Regions from separate parts of the Sparus aurata genome. Here region 2 is linked to region 1. A link is a contact called in public Hi-C data. All regions are on one chromosome and are shown on one strand. Each heading gives the region's core, a stretch centred on a gene start, on an enhancer-like site or on the middle of the called end of the contact. The rest is flanking DNA. Distances are from core to core; before and after follow the strand shown. Region 1 holds the start of LOC115594826 (transcription factor COE1-A-like). Region 2 holds the start of LOC115594574 (clathrin interactor 1-like).

Region 1 (6,410 bases), core at 3,053-5,552:
ACACAAGAAGATGCCTACAGGTGCAGCACACACCTGCCTGCATCAGCATCTCGAGGAAAAATCACTTTTCCTTTTCATGTCGGCAAAAAAAAAGAAAAAATCGTTCATTTTCCAGACAACAGCGAGAGTGAACATGTATTTGTGTGCATTAGTGTGAGTGTGTGTGTTCAGGAGGTTAAACCTCCGGACTTCCACTACACGGGCCGAGTGTGTGTGTGTGTGTGTGTGTGTGTGTGTGTGTGTGTGTGTGTGTGTGTGTGTTAGGCTGGCTGTCACCCCACCAAGCTGAAGCTAAACAGTGTTATTAGGGAACAGTGTGGTCCCTTCGGCCTGCCAGGCACACACACACGCACTACACATACACGCACATGCACACACACACACACACACACACACACACACACACACACACACACACACACACACAGTATATGATACAGTGTGGCAGCAGCAATGTGAGACTGGAGTCACATTAGCGAGTATATTCAGTGCATAGCGGGGCTTCTTGGCTCCTCGGACCATGCCAGACACGCACACACACTCACACACACACACTCACACACTCACGCACACACACACACACACACACACACACACACGCCAGATAGAAATCCCACTGTTTCTCGTACAGAAATCCTAAAGCTCCGTCTTCTTCTCTAACTGTTTACCTGATCAACACTGAGCACTGAACCCGTCTGTCTGTCTTCTCTCTCTCTCTCTCTCTCTCATGAAGGTGCACATAAACAACAACACAAACATTAGCAGCAAAATTGGATCTGATCAGAACCTCCTTGCTCCTCAGCACAACCGATCCCCGAGGTGCTGTTACATCTTTCCACTTCCTACAGTGAGCGGCAGAATCACACCGCTGTTCCTTCACACCCGCTCGCTGCCTCCTCGCTCTAATCACAGCGAGAAGTACAGGCAGAAACGCCTGGAGACATGTGGTGTGTGTGTGTGTGTGTGTGTGTGTGTGTGTGTGTGGTACATGCAGTGGAAACACCCACCCACAGAACACACACACGCACACACACAAACGCTTGTATTAGTGTGTGCAAGTACATGCAGAGGAGGGCGGCGGATCAGTGGAGCAGCTCATTGTCAGAGAGGTAACAGGAGAGGTGACAGACCTCTGTGTGTGTGTGTGTGTGTGTGTGTTTGTGTGTGTAGGTGTGTGTGTGTGTGTGTGTGTGTGTTTACCTGTTTAGTCATGGAGTCTATGAGTCGAACATAAAAGTCCTGCTCTGTTCTGATGCCTGTTGGGACGCAGAAGAAAAGAGAAGAATTATATACTTTGCATATATTTGATGTGCAGAGCCACATTCAGAACTCCATTTGAAAAAGAGTCAAATTAAGCAAATATGGAAAAAAAAAGATGGTAATTAATTAATCCTGCCTTCAACAACTGGGAATTTTATGGGCTTTTAAAATATTTCCGAAACACACAATTACATTAATTTTTTTCAGACTTTTTAATGTGAAATTTTGTTTATTTTTTTTTATTTTTTTAAAATCTTTTTATGGCTCAAAAAATTAGTCAAGAATAACATAATTCCTCGGTTGAATTAAAGGGTCAGAAGTCAATAAAATTAAAAAGAGTGTTTCTCACCATCTGTGAGTTTTTTGTTTCTTTTCTGAACCAATAAAATATTTATTCATGCAGATTCACACATTTTATAAAACACCCAGACCTCATTAGACCCTTTAATAGTTATTTAAATGTCAACACTTTACAGTCGATATCACTGATAAATGGTTTGGCGAGTCTGTTTTCATATATATATATTTTTTTTTTCAAATGTGACATTAAGATCAATAATATCAGCTCTGTGATGTATCCTGTCAGTGTTTCTTGTGACGGGCCTGAACGCCACAGATCAGCTCAGTCTGTCACTCAGATCACAGCAGCTCCGGACAAACTGATCCAGGACCAGCGGCGCTGCTGAAGCCGTGGAGCGGCCTCAGCAGCTGCTGCGAAATAGTGACATTTAGCCAGAAATCGTTCAAATTACACACATGTGAAACTCAACACATGCAGATTGTGTGTTTCGAGGATGGCAGCCTGTTGGCCTCCTCTGCCTCACGTGTGCCCACATCAAATCTGAATATCGGCTGTGTGTGTGTGTGTGTGTGTGTGTGTGTCCTCTCACCATTACTGTAAAGAAGCTGCAGCCGGTAATGAATCCCGTTATTGGTCTTCTCTCCACTTGTCTCCTTCACACACACACACACACGCGCGCACACACACACACACACACACACACACACACACACACACACACACACCAAACACAAAGCTGTTTATTCACGTGCTTTCAGGACAGATTAAAATAAATAAATAAACAAATAAAGACACGTCTCACTTATTGAATTCTTCATGCGTTAAACAAACGCGTGATTTACGCGCGGTGGTCACATTACGCGGAGCAGCTCTGTAATTCCTCGGCGTGTAATCACGCTGTTATTGTGGCTTCTTCTCTGTAATTCTTCTGTAATTACTGGTTTATGTTTGGAGGGCGAATAAAAATCCACACAGTGAATTATGTCTAATTTAAACCGGTGTGATAATTGATGAGGGGCGCGCGCTGCCCGCCGCAGTGCGCTCGGGAACAAGTGGTTCATGTTCAATCAGCTGCGAATTAAAACTATTTAAACAGGTTTTATTATTTATCAGAAGAAGAACTGGATCGAAGGATTTCATGAGAGAGAGTGTGTGCTTCAAATCTGATTTAAAACATATTAATAATAATGATTATAATAACAGTAATAATACATGTTAAACACAGCAATTTATTTGTTTTATTCACGTGTTTCTGTAAATAATCTGAATAACGAGGCCTTTAAAAATTAAAATGTTAAATCTACAAAAAAGATAAAATGTTTTTTTTTTTGTCCCCACCTTCTCCTTCTCGATGAAGTCCACGAAGTTGGTCCTCTCGATCTCCACCGGCTGACCCTGCCGGTCGTACAGCGCCAGGACGAAGTGGAAGAAGTTGGACTTGCGCAGGTTGGAGGGCGGCTGCTTCTCGAAGTGCGCCCGGGCCAGACCCACTCCGCTGCGGACACACGGGCGGAGGATCAGTCGGTGTTAGAGGGGAATGTCGTGGGAGGCGATACAAGTTTACAAGAGCAAAGAAATATAAGCAGCAAATCTGTTATTATTATTATTATTATTATTATTACTATCATTATTATTATTTTCTTGATTTGACCAGGATTTGTTTTATTTGATTTATAGAATTAAACCACACGTGTCTGTCTGCTGGTCTCGTCACATCTCTGGCTTTCTGGATCAGAAATCAGAATTTTGTGGCCATGAATCTGTTTTACAAAGATTCATCTCCTCGTTGTAAACCCAGAGCACAGGCCTGATTTATGTATTTGCCTCCTTTTGGCTTCATTAAACCTCAGACAGCTGTGCGTAAAAATCAGTGGCACCGGCACATGTTGCTGTTAACTGTTCAGCACGTTGTCTCTAAATTATACAGCTGAAAAAAAATTTAATTAGCAGCAGTTAAAATCCAGAGTTGTTCCCATCAGGTCACAGGATCCTGACAGAAGACCCCACCTCGTCTCCGTCTCCACCCGGGCAGAGCTCACCTTTGGGCGGCCGTGTTGGCGTCCAGCACGCCGCCCCCCTGCATCCAGCTCCGGACGTTCATGCCTCCCAGCGGCTCCTCCTTCAGGCTGCTGCCGCTTCTCTGGATGCTCTCTTGGATCCCAAACATGAACAGACCTCCGTGGCTCGCTGCTGTGCACTTGTCCTCCTGTAGATCCTGAAGCGACGCGGGCTCAATGTGCTGCAGGGAAAAACCAAAGCGGCTCGTAATTCTTGTCCTGAAGGAGCGCGTGTTAAAACTGACGGGACATCGTAGCGGGTCCAAAACTGTCCGAACACTTAAAACGCGGGTTTAAAATCGCCAGTGGAGAGTTGTGAGGAGTGAGGAGGTGTTAGAAAAGTCTCTCCTGGAGCGCTTTGAGATCCACAGTTAAAGCTGTCAGGCAGAACAGAGAGATCAGCTATCACCCAGATCAGATGTCATCATCATCTGACGCCTCTTTCTTCCTCTTTCTCTCGCTTTCTCTCCTCCTCTCCCTCAGTCCAGCGGTCCGGGACGCGTCGGGCGCTCTGTGGTGTCCGGAGCAGCGCTGCTTTCCTTCGGATGACTCCCGAGCTCTCGCCTCTCCGCTCCCTCTCTGAGGAAAACGCTTTGTGACTCTTCCCAAAGGACTCTCTCTCCCTTCTCTCTCTCTCTCTCTCTCTCTCTGAGAACCAAACGCGAGCTTCTCCCGCCCCGGGGGGAGAGAGAGAGGGAGGGAGGTGGGATGGGAAGAGAGGGAGGGGAGGGGACCGGAGGAGAGGAGAGGAGAGGAGACGCCCCCAAACAAAGAGTGAGGTCCGGTGCGCGCCGTGGAGCGGCACGGAGCTCCTCTCCTCCGTCCTGCGTCCTCTGTCCTCTCCTCTGTCCTCCGTCCTCTCTCCTCTCCTCTGTCCTCCGTCCTCTCTCCTCTCCTCTGTCCTCTGTCCTCTCTCCTTGTTTGACTAAGACTTTGCAGAAACGTCTCTTCTCTGCAAATGTTTAGATTTATTAGATTTATTCTTTAAAAATCGCCCGCGAAAGTTTGTGGAAGCTGCTCAGCTGCTCTTCATCAGGACGCACAAACACAACCACATTAATTATCTCAAACATGCTTTTATTATGAAAATATATATATATATTTTAAACACACACTACTGAATTACTTTTGGAGCATCTGATCGGAACTTTAACACAATATTATTTCTCATTCTCAACCATGAAACGAAGAAGAGATCGATCAGGCCGATCTGATCCCACAGCTGAAGCTCAGCTGATGTTCTGCAGACACTCTGTGGTTCTGATCTGAAGCCGGAACATCTCCACGGAGGTTTAATTTAGACGAACCGGTCCGGCTCGGATAGAAAAGCCACAACATCTCTCTGCTCCTCATTGTCCTCCGCGGGCCTCCTTATTGCAGCCTCGCGCCGCAAGACGCACAAACAAAAGCGACAATAACAATAATTAGCTCAAAATAACAATGAACATAATTGAGGATAATTGCTACCAGATCCCCGCTTTGTCTCCTGCAGCACCATCTGTTATTCCAAACTATTTATCACGCCGCCGAGAGGGAATCCAAACCCAAACACACGTATTAATAGATAATCACGTCAACTCTTTATTTAATCTAAATTATTTTTAATAACATAAAGCTGCAGAGTATCGATCCGCAGAGGTGCAAAAGGTCAACAACTTGTGTATTATTCAGCCGGCTGTGGGGATGATTGGCAGGACGATCTGGCGCCGCTCCAGGGTTTAATTCCCAAAGGTTATTGAAAAACGCTCCTGACCTTGATTATGGAGAATAAAAGTCTTTTCTGCTCCAGTTTCCTGCATATAGAAGAGAGAGAGAGAGAGAGAGAGAGAGAGAGAGAGAGAGAGAGAGAGAGAGAGAGGTGTGTGTGCGAATCGATCCGAGCACGTGTTCAATTTAAACAATTAAAATATAGAAACCAACAGGAGGTTTGTCTCTGCGGGCTCGTGCGAGGAAATATGACAAATTAAACTATTAATGTAAAGCTTCAGGTGTTAGACATAAAAATACAATTTATTCTCTTGCAACAAAAATAAATAATTATAAAATATAATTTATAATAAATCAGATGTTTCCTGTTAAATTGTTAGGAAATTACATTATCGATGAATAAACCCTGAAATATTATTTAATTTATTCTGAAGATGCTGAAAGATTTTTAAACATGAGACAAATGAACAAATACCAGCAGTGTCCACAGCTCACTGTGAAGATCAGCTGATATTTAATCTGCATTAAAAATCACAATGTAAAGATTTCAAACGCGAGATTAAATCATAACAGAAAAAATATATAATAAAAAATATAATAATAAATCTGTAGGAGCCCGAAAGATTAAAGATGAACACCGTGTATAAACTCAATGTGCACAGTGTGTGTGTGTGTGTGTGTGTGTGTGTGTGTGTGTGTGTGTGTGTGTGTGCGCGCGCGCGCGCCTCCAGCTGCGGGTCGTCTCCCGCATCAGCTCCCGCGCGCTCTAAAAACAGCCCAACAGCGCCATCTTCCGTCTGAGTACTGCAGCTGCGCACAGAACAGACTTCATTAAACACTTCGTCCAGCTGGTTCAACAACTTCCATGAAACTAAAGACTCTTATTATTAACTTATTAAAACTCTGAACATCAGTCAAGGAAAAAAGACTCTTTCTTTTCTAACATTTCTAACTTCTTCCTGTCTGTCTGGTTGTCGTCTGTTTGATTTGTGTTTCTTCGTGGTCGTTTGCTGCAGTTTCTTTTCATTTGTATTCTGTTTCTTTGTTTTCACATTTTGGCACCAATTCTGTTTTATTTCTTTTTA
Region 2 (6,412 bases), core at 1,195-3,694, 140 kb before region 1:
TCATGTTTGTCAAAGGGCTGTGCAAACCTCTGTATAAATCAGTCCAGTTTACCCTGAGAAACTTCTACCTGAACACTGTAACAATCATGTAGTTATAACAGAAAGGCACTCAGTAGAGTGCATACCTTCACCAAGGCACAACAGTCCCCTTCTTTACTCACTCATAGAGACCAGCCACCTAAATACACCAGATTTTTTAATCAAAATCCATTTATCAACAAATATTAACAAATTAACCAAATGTTGAAATGTTCAAGAAATCCAAGAAGGTGAGAATAAAAAATGCTGGATCTGTCCGTGAACAGACACGGGTGAAAACATAACTTCCTAGAAGAAGGCGACTTTTGAAGTATCAATCAAAGCTGAACACAAATTTGTAAAGGCACAATTATGGCTCAGCTGTTGTTCTGGACAGAGTGATCTAAAGTGACTAAACTGGGTTTGGCATCTTTACTGTTTCTGTAAACAAGCATGTCAACCCAACTGAAATGTATCTGAAATATGACAGTCAAATTTCAAAAACAAAATCGAAATGAGCTTTCCTCCAGTTGTAAAACCTTAAAATGCTAAAGGAGTGACAGTGAACTGAAACTTATTAGCAACACAACTATAAAACAGAATAAACCACAACCAAAAACAACTTCTTCTATATTCAATGGAGGCTTTTTAGAGAGTGCAACTTGTGTGCAACTTGAGAGTGCAAATTAAACAAATTTTTTTATGTTGTGCGGATGATTCCATGTAACAGGTTGTGCAACTATCTGTAGCTCTATAATCTATATAAAGGACTCGATAAAAAAAAATACAACTACACAAACAACTTTTTAACAGTCTGACACAGAAATGAGATTATTATATATAATGTTATTGCAGATTCAACGGTGTAGTATTGATAATGAAAATAAAAATGAGGTATCAAGCGATTCTTACAAGAAACTGTGAGAGCTTAGAGGCAACATTTAAGAGGAGCACGATGCAGTAGTCACTATCAGCCAAGATGATTATTCTTATACATATAGGAAGTTCACATATGTTCCTTAACTTTACATGAGGCTTGATGTCTGTTTGAGATACCTTTGAACTGAACCTACTATGATCTCTCATGCGCTTAATGTAATTGTGTTATTGTTGCAGTACGAAACATGTGATGATAGTTTCCTGTTGTAGCTGCCACAAACCTAGACCTCATCCACATCAAAAGTTGTTTTCATTAAGTAGTCATTAAATTAAATAACTTCTTCCAAGAAACAGGTTTACGTAAGTTATCTCAGTCAAATCTGCTTGTTAAAGTCAGGAATTAGTCTTTTTGCAGCGGTGCAGATTGTTGTGGTTTCAGGTTTTACTCAGCACAGTTATTCTTGTGATTTGGTTGAAGCTGTTGTTCTCCCTCCTCTGGGTTACACTAAAATAACCACTGCACATTACACTTGTAACAATAGAAATCACAAAGACACACAGCACAAACAAGCATGCGTTGTCTAGTGTTCAGACAGACAAAACAATGTGGGAGGCTGCAGCACCAGCATTAGCTACTACTGTATGGTCTGTTTGGCTAACAAGCTTTGTTGTCTTGCTGCCCGGGACCAGGGGGGCTTGGGCCTCGTTGGACCGGTGTAGCAATGTGCAACACTGTGAGACATGGTTGGATGCTAATTTGCATGATCTTGACCATCCACAAACAATTATCCAGCGGCTTTGGCTTGCTATCGTTGGTGTCCAGCTTTCTAGTTGGGACATAGTGTAAAGTGAATGCACAGAGGAGGTGGCGGGCATCACCAGGGTGGGACAGGGCGTGATTCTGCAGCAGCATTCACAGAAACAGCACCCTGAGTCGACCTGGGTTAGCAGTGCTAGCGGAATTAGCTAACTGGATAGCATTCGATCTGGATCGGAAACAAATGAATTTCCAGTTGGTAATATCGTATTTTTTTCTCGCCTCTGCGGTCCAGTGTGGAAATAATTCAACGTGAGATGGCATCATAGAACACACATTCCTGTTTATGCCACACGGTTGAAGCCTGGCAGCTAGCCAAAGCTAGTCGGAGCTACCAGCTGAGGGGCTATCGCCGTGACGTCACGGCCCGTATCCTCTCCTCTGTCAGCGATAAAAGCTGCTGATGCTGCCCGGCTAAAGCCGCCTAGCTAGCCGGCTAGCTCGGAAGCCACTTAGCGGTTAAGCTAGTACAAACAGCTCCACCTGCGCTCTGGTACTCACGCTTTGTCCACCAGCTCTCTGACTTTCCACATATTCAGCATCTCCGCACGGAACTGCGGGCTCGCCGCCTCGATACTGCGTCGCCCCCGTGTCACTACGCCCCGCAACACAGGTGGTCTCCGGTTACCGACGGCAGTCCCCCCTGCTCCTCGACGAGCTCCGTCAGTACCGTTACAGCGGCCGCTGCGGTTAACGGTCCGGCCCCAGTTGCTACGGAAACGTCGTCCTCTGCCTACGTCACCGAAACATCGAGATGTGCCTGCGCTCGCGGACTGATATTCATGTTCAGCAAAGAAACTCTCACTGGTTTTTACTGTGTGGACCAGAACATGTCGTGCAATAATGCGCCATTGAATGGAGATTATGTTTTTATGGCACTCTGGAAAAGAATGCCTGTTTTTTTTTTTTTTATTCAGTGTTTGTAATTTTTAATAAAATCCATATTCTTCAAATGAAATGTTCTGATAAAAAAATTCACATGTGGCCCTAATCCTCTTCCGTACATTCCAACTCCAAACCAAACCTTCAAAACAAAACTCATTACCAGACTTTATACCAGACATATTTTTCAAATGTATTAATCCCGTCCTCGTCCGCACATCTTTTATTTTATTTTATTTTATTTTATATAATTTTATTTGTTTGGGCACCTGACAATGTTTCCTCTTTGTTATTGTTATATGTGTATATGTGTATGTTAACTGAACTGTGTCTGTTTAATAAAGAAATAATCTGTTTTACTTTCTTTATATGTGGCGGACCCTGCCACCGTTCTTCAAACAGTGTTCTTGGACTTTATTTTCCTCTGAGAGCAGCTTGTTTATTCAGTTATCGAAAAAACAAATATTTCTGAGTCTGTATTATTACCTCTATATTGTGAAGATGAAAATTCTGAGTTTGAATCATTTCTCAAAAACGTACATAGTGCAGTTTTAAAGATGAAACAGGCTGGTTGTCCTGTTTCACAATAGTATACAAACTATATTTCACTTCAGCAGATGTGTCTCTTGATAGTTTCACACACTTTGTGCTCTGTTTTTTTTTCAATGGGTAACTTTTGCTTTATTTATCAGCTCTACAACGTGTGGTGTGCTCTTTTGAAATGATCATGAACTTTCTCTTATTTGTTATTTCATTATCATTTCGTAGTGAACCCACTGACATCGTACGCACAAGACAAAACAGAAATACAGGCTTTTGACAACAACACCTCCATCCCAGTTTAAAAGCGGCTCTGTGGAATTTCTGTGGCACTGAGAGGATAAAGTCACAACCTTTGGACTGTCGCTGAATAGCTGAACCAAAGAAATACACAGTCCAGCAGCATTAAAGTACTTTAACAAACTGTCCACAGGCTTGTAGGCAACAGAGAGAGAAGAGGAATGTCTCATTTTTCACGTCACGTTACAACCTGCCCCTTTAGATTAGACAGAAAAATGTATCCTGCTGTTGTTTTTGTCCGCTGCCCTCATGATGTCAAACCTGGTCAACTAATTTAAATGCAATTTGGCAGCGTTTATGGCACCGTAGAGTGTTTCCTCTAATGGAAGGGGCGTCCAAGCCACTGAACACAAAGGTGAAAAATATGAAGATGTGAAAAAGAGGAGGAGAAAAGATGTGAGGATAAAGATTAAAACGAGACAAACAAGACGCGAGGAAGAGGAGAGGGAGGAGACAGAAAAGAGGGAGAAGGGTGGAGATGGAGGAGAGAGAGGAGCAACACCCTTCATCCATCCATCCACCCATCCCTCTACCATTGTTACCATGACGACCTGATAGCAAAGCCTTCAGTCATTTACCTTATTTGACTTTCTCATCTTTAGATTTTTACCTTCGCCTGATGCTTTTCATACAGATTGAAATGCCTCCCTCCAGTGATTAAAGTTTAGTACTGCATCAAAGTGTCTGTGTCGTATTTAAGTACAACTTCGCAGTACTTTCTTTAGTTTCACTCCACTACATTTCATGGAGGTCTGTTGTACTTTTGACTCCATCATGCACTCTTCAGTCGGGGGATTGGCTGTCAGATCACCATTTTATTGAACAAAACACCATCACAACACAAAAGGAAGCACGTTCGTCCACCAAAGATCCACAGTCCTCAGATTTTGTTTTTGTCACTGCATCTGGAGACACATCAACACACTCTGTTTTCCCTTCTCGCTGTTTCACAACACTGATCAACTCTTCTCTCATCCCTTAAACATAAATCATCTGAAATGTTGAGATAACCTCACAGTAGGATTATTCATGGCAGCAGAAGCGACAGCAGCATACTTATCACATTTCTTTAAGAAAACATTTGTCAGCTGCAGAGTAAAACACCAGTTAACTCCCTGCTGAGGACTGAATCATAAAACTGGATCTGGTGCTGGTCGGCCCGGCCTCACCTCACCACTAGAGAGCACTGTCATCCTGCTGTTTGCTGGTGGAACTGGACCTCAGTAGGGTATTTATCACAGTTATGTCACACTTGGACCAGAACAAGCTGTTTAAAGGTTTGAAGACTTGAGAATTGCTAAACATTTTCACAGTTTCAGGCCGCTGGTGGGACTGTAACCATTATACTGTCAGACTTGTAGATGCAATATTACATTTATTAGACATGGTGGTTTAACAAAGGTAAAAACATACTCAGCAGATAAGACTCACAGAAAGGGAAATAAGATAAGTATATTTATTATACTGTACTTATAATTTTATAATTTATGCTACATTGTTTCTCTCTCCTGCAGATCAAAGGCAAATATTGTAGTTTTTCATAACTTAACCACTAGACACTTTGCATACTGGGACTATTAATACAACATATGATAACAAATAAAAGAAATATTGTTTAAAAAGTAGTAAAAGTGTAATTCCATCAGTTAACAGGTCTTGGGGAGCAGAACTACTTTTGTGATGAAGATAGTACAAAATGTTTTGCTGCAGAGGAAGCTGAACGTAATCTGATAAATTACCTCCAGAGATGTCACACAATGATTAAGTTGCATTATGGGTAATGTAGGCAGCAGGTTTTTGAAAAGCAGTCCACTGGTCTTTCTTCTTCTGCTGATCAAAAATCGCTAAAGCAGAACAAGATAAATCATCTGTGTTATTCCACACATGCCTTCTTCTTCTCAAAACCTGCTGCCTACATTACCCACAATGCAATTTAGAACTTGGGGCTACTTTTGATACTTGCAATAAACTTTGATGCTACTTTTACAGTATTTCTACTCTGTGTTGTACACTATATCCTGACTACACTGTAAACTTTAAAAGTTGACTTAAAAAAAATACTTTTAAAAAGTCCAGAAATCTGTTTTCTCAAAATGATCAAGTAAAGTCGAATATTACATTTAAGATGTACGAGCTCAAAGTTTTAACAACTTTATTTATTATTAGTCTGATTAACTTTTTCCTCACTTTCAGTCACTAGTGTCATTTTAAATGACAATTGACTTTTGTCATTTATCTTGTTATCAATTGATAATATCCCTCATTGTTATTCAATCTGATCAGAATACTTTGTGGATGTGTTTGTAGGTGCAGTTGTTCTGTAGCTAAATGAGCTGCTACAGTCTCCACCAGGTTTCCCTTGTAAACAAGATCCCTAATCCTTGTGAGACTAACCTGGATCCACAAAGCCTTAAAACACTGCAAAAGCATGTAATGTACGAATGGGTGTACGTGGTACAGAGAGTTCAGCCGGGCCAAGAACAAAATACTTGATTTTGAACATTGTGTTCTCAGTTTTCCAATAAACCGAGAAAGTAACGCAACAATATTACATGAGTCAACAAGGAGGTGCAGACAGAGAGAGATATGGGGAAGGAGCAGAGACAGAGGAGGAAATGGACAGAGCATGTGAAGGCGTGTGTGTGTGTGTGTGTGTGTGTGTGTGTGTGTGTGTGTGTGTGTGTGCGTGTGTGTGCGTGTGTGTGTGTGTGTGTGTGTGTGTGTGTGTGTGTGTGTGTGTGTGTGTGTGTGCGCTCTGTTCCCTGGAGTCCACCCTGGAGATCGCTTGGGAAAAAGACCTCTAGGTCTGCCTGAGGTCTGACTTGTGGCCAAGAAAAGCAGGACTAAAATAGAGAGAGAGAGAGACAGAGAGACAGAGAGAGAGAGAGAGACAGAGAGAGACAGAGAGAGAGAGAGACAGAGAGAGAGAGATGGAAGATGGAGAGGGCGTGAGAGGAAGGAGGAGCCAGAGAGATG

The links. A called contact is a pair of places that touch in the nucleus more often than the background predicts.
Region 2: a contact with region 1 is called in a Hi-C map of skeletal muscle, with 6 times the contacts expected there. The contact joins the promoter of LOC115594574 here to the promoter of LOC115594826 in region 1. A contact is called at or near these places in 2 of 2 Hi-C or Micro-C datasets (skeletal muscle and an unstated tissue).

The regions. Positions count from the first base shown.
Region 1 is chr13:2,959,420-2,965,829 of fSpaAur1.1, reverse strand. LOC115594826 (transcription factor COE1-A-like) reads right to left here and starts at 4,302. Exons shown (of 17, transcript XM_030439079.1): 1 at 3,601-4,302; 2 at 2,900-3,056; 3 at 2,151-2,214; 4 at 1,201-1,256. The coding sequence starts at 3,728.
Region 2 is chr13:3,100,998-3,107,409 of fSpaAur1.1, reverse strand. LOC115594574 (clathrin interactor 1-like) reads right to left here and starts at 2,444. Exons shown (of 13, transcript XM_030438724.1): 1 at 2,216-2,444.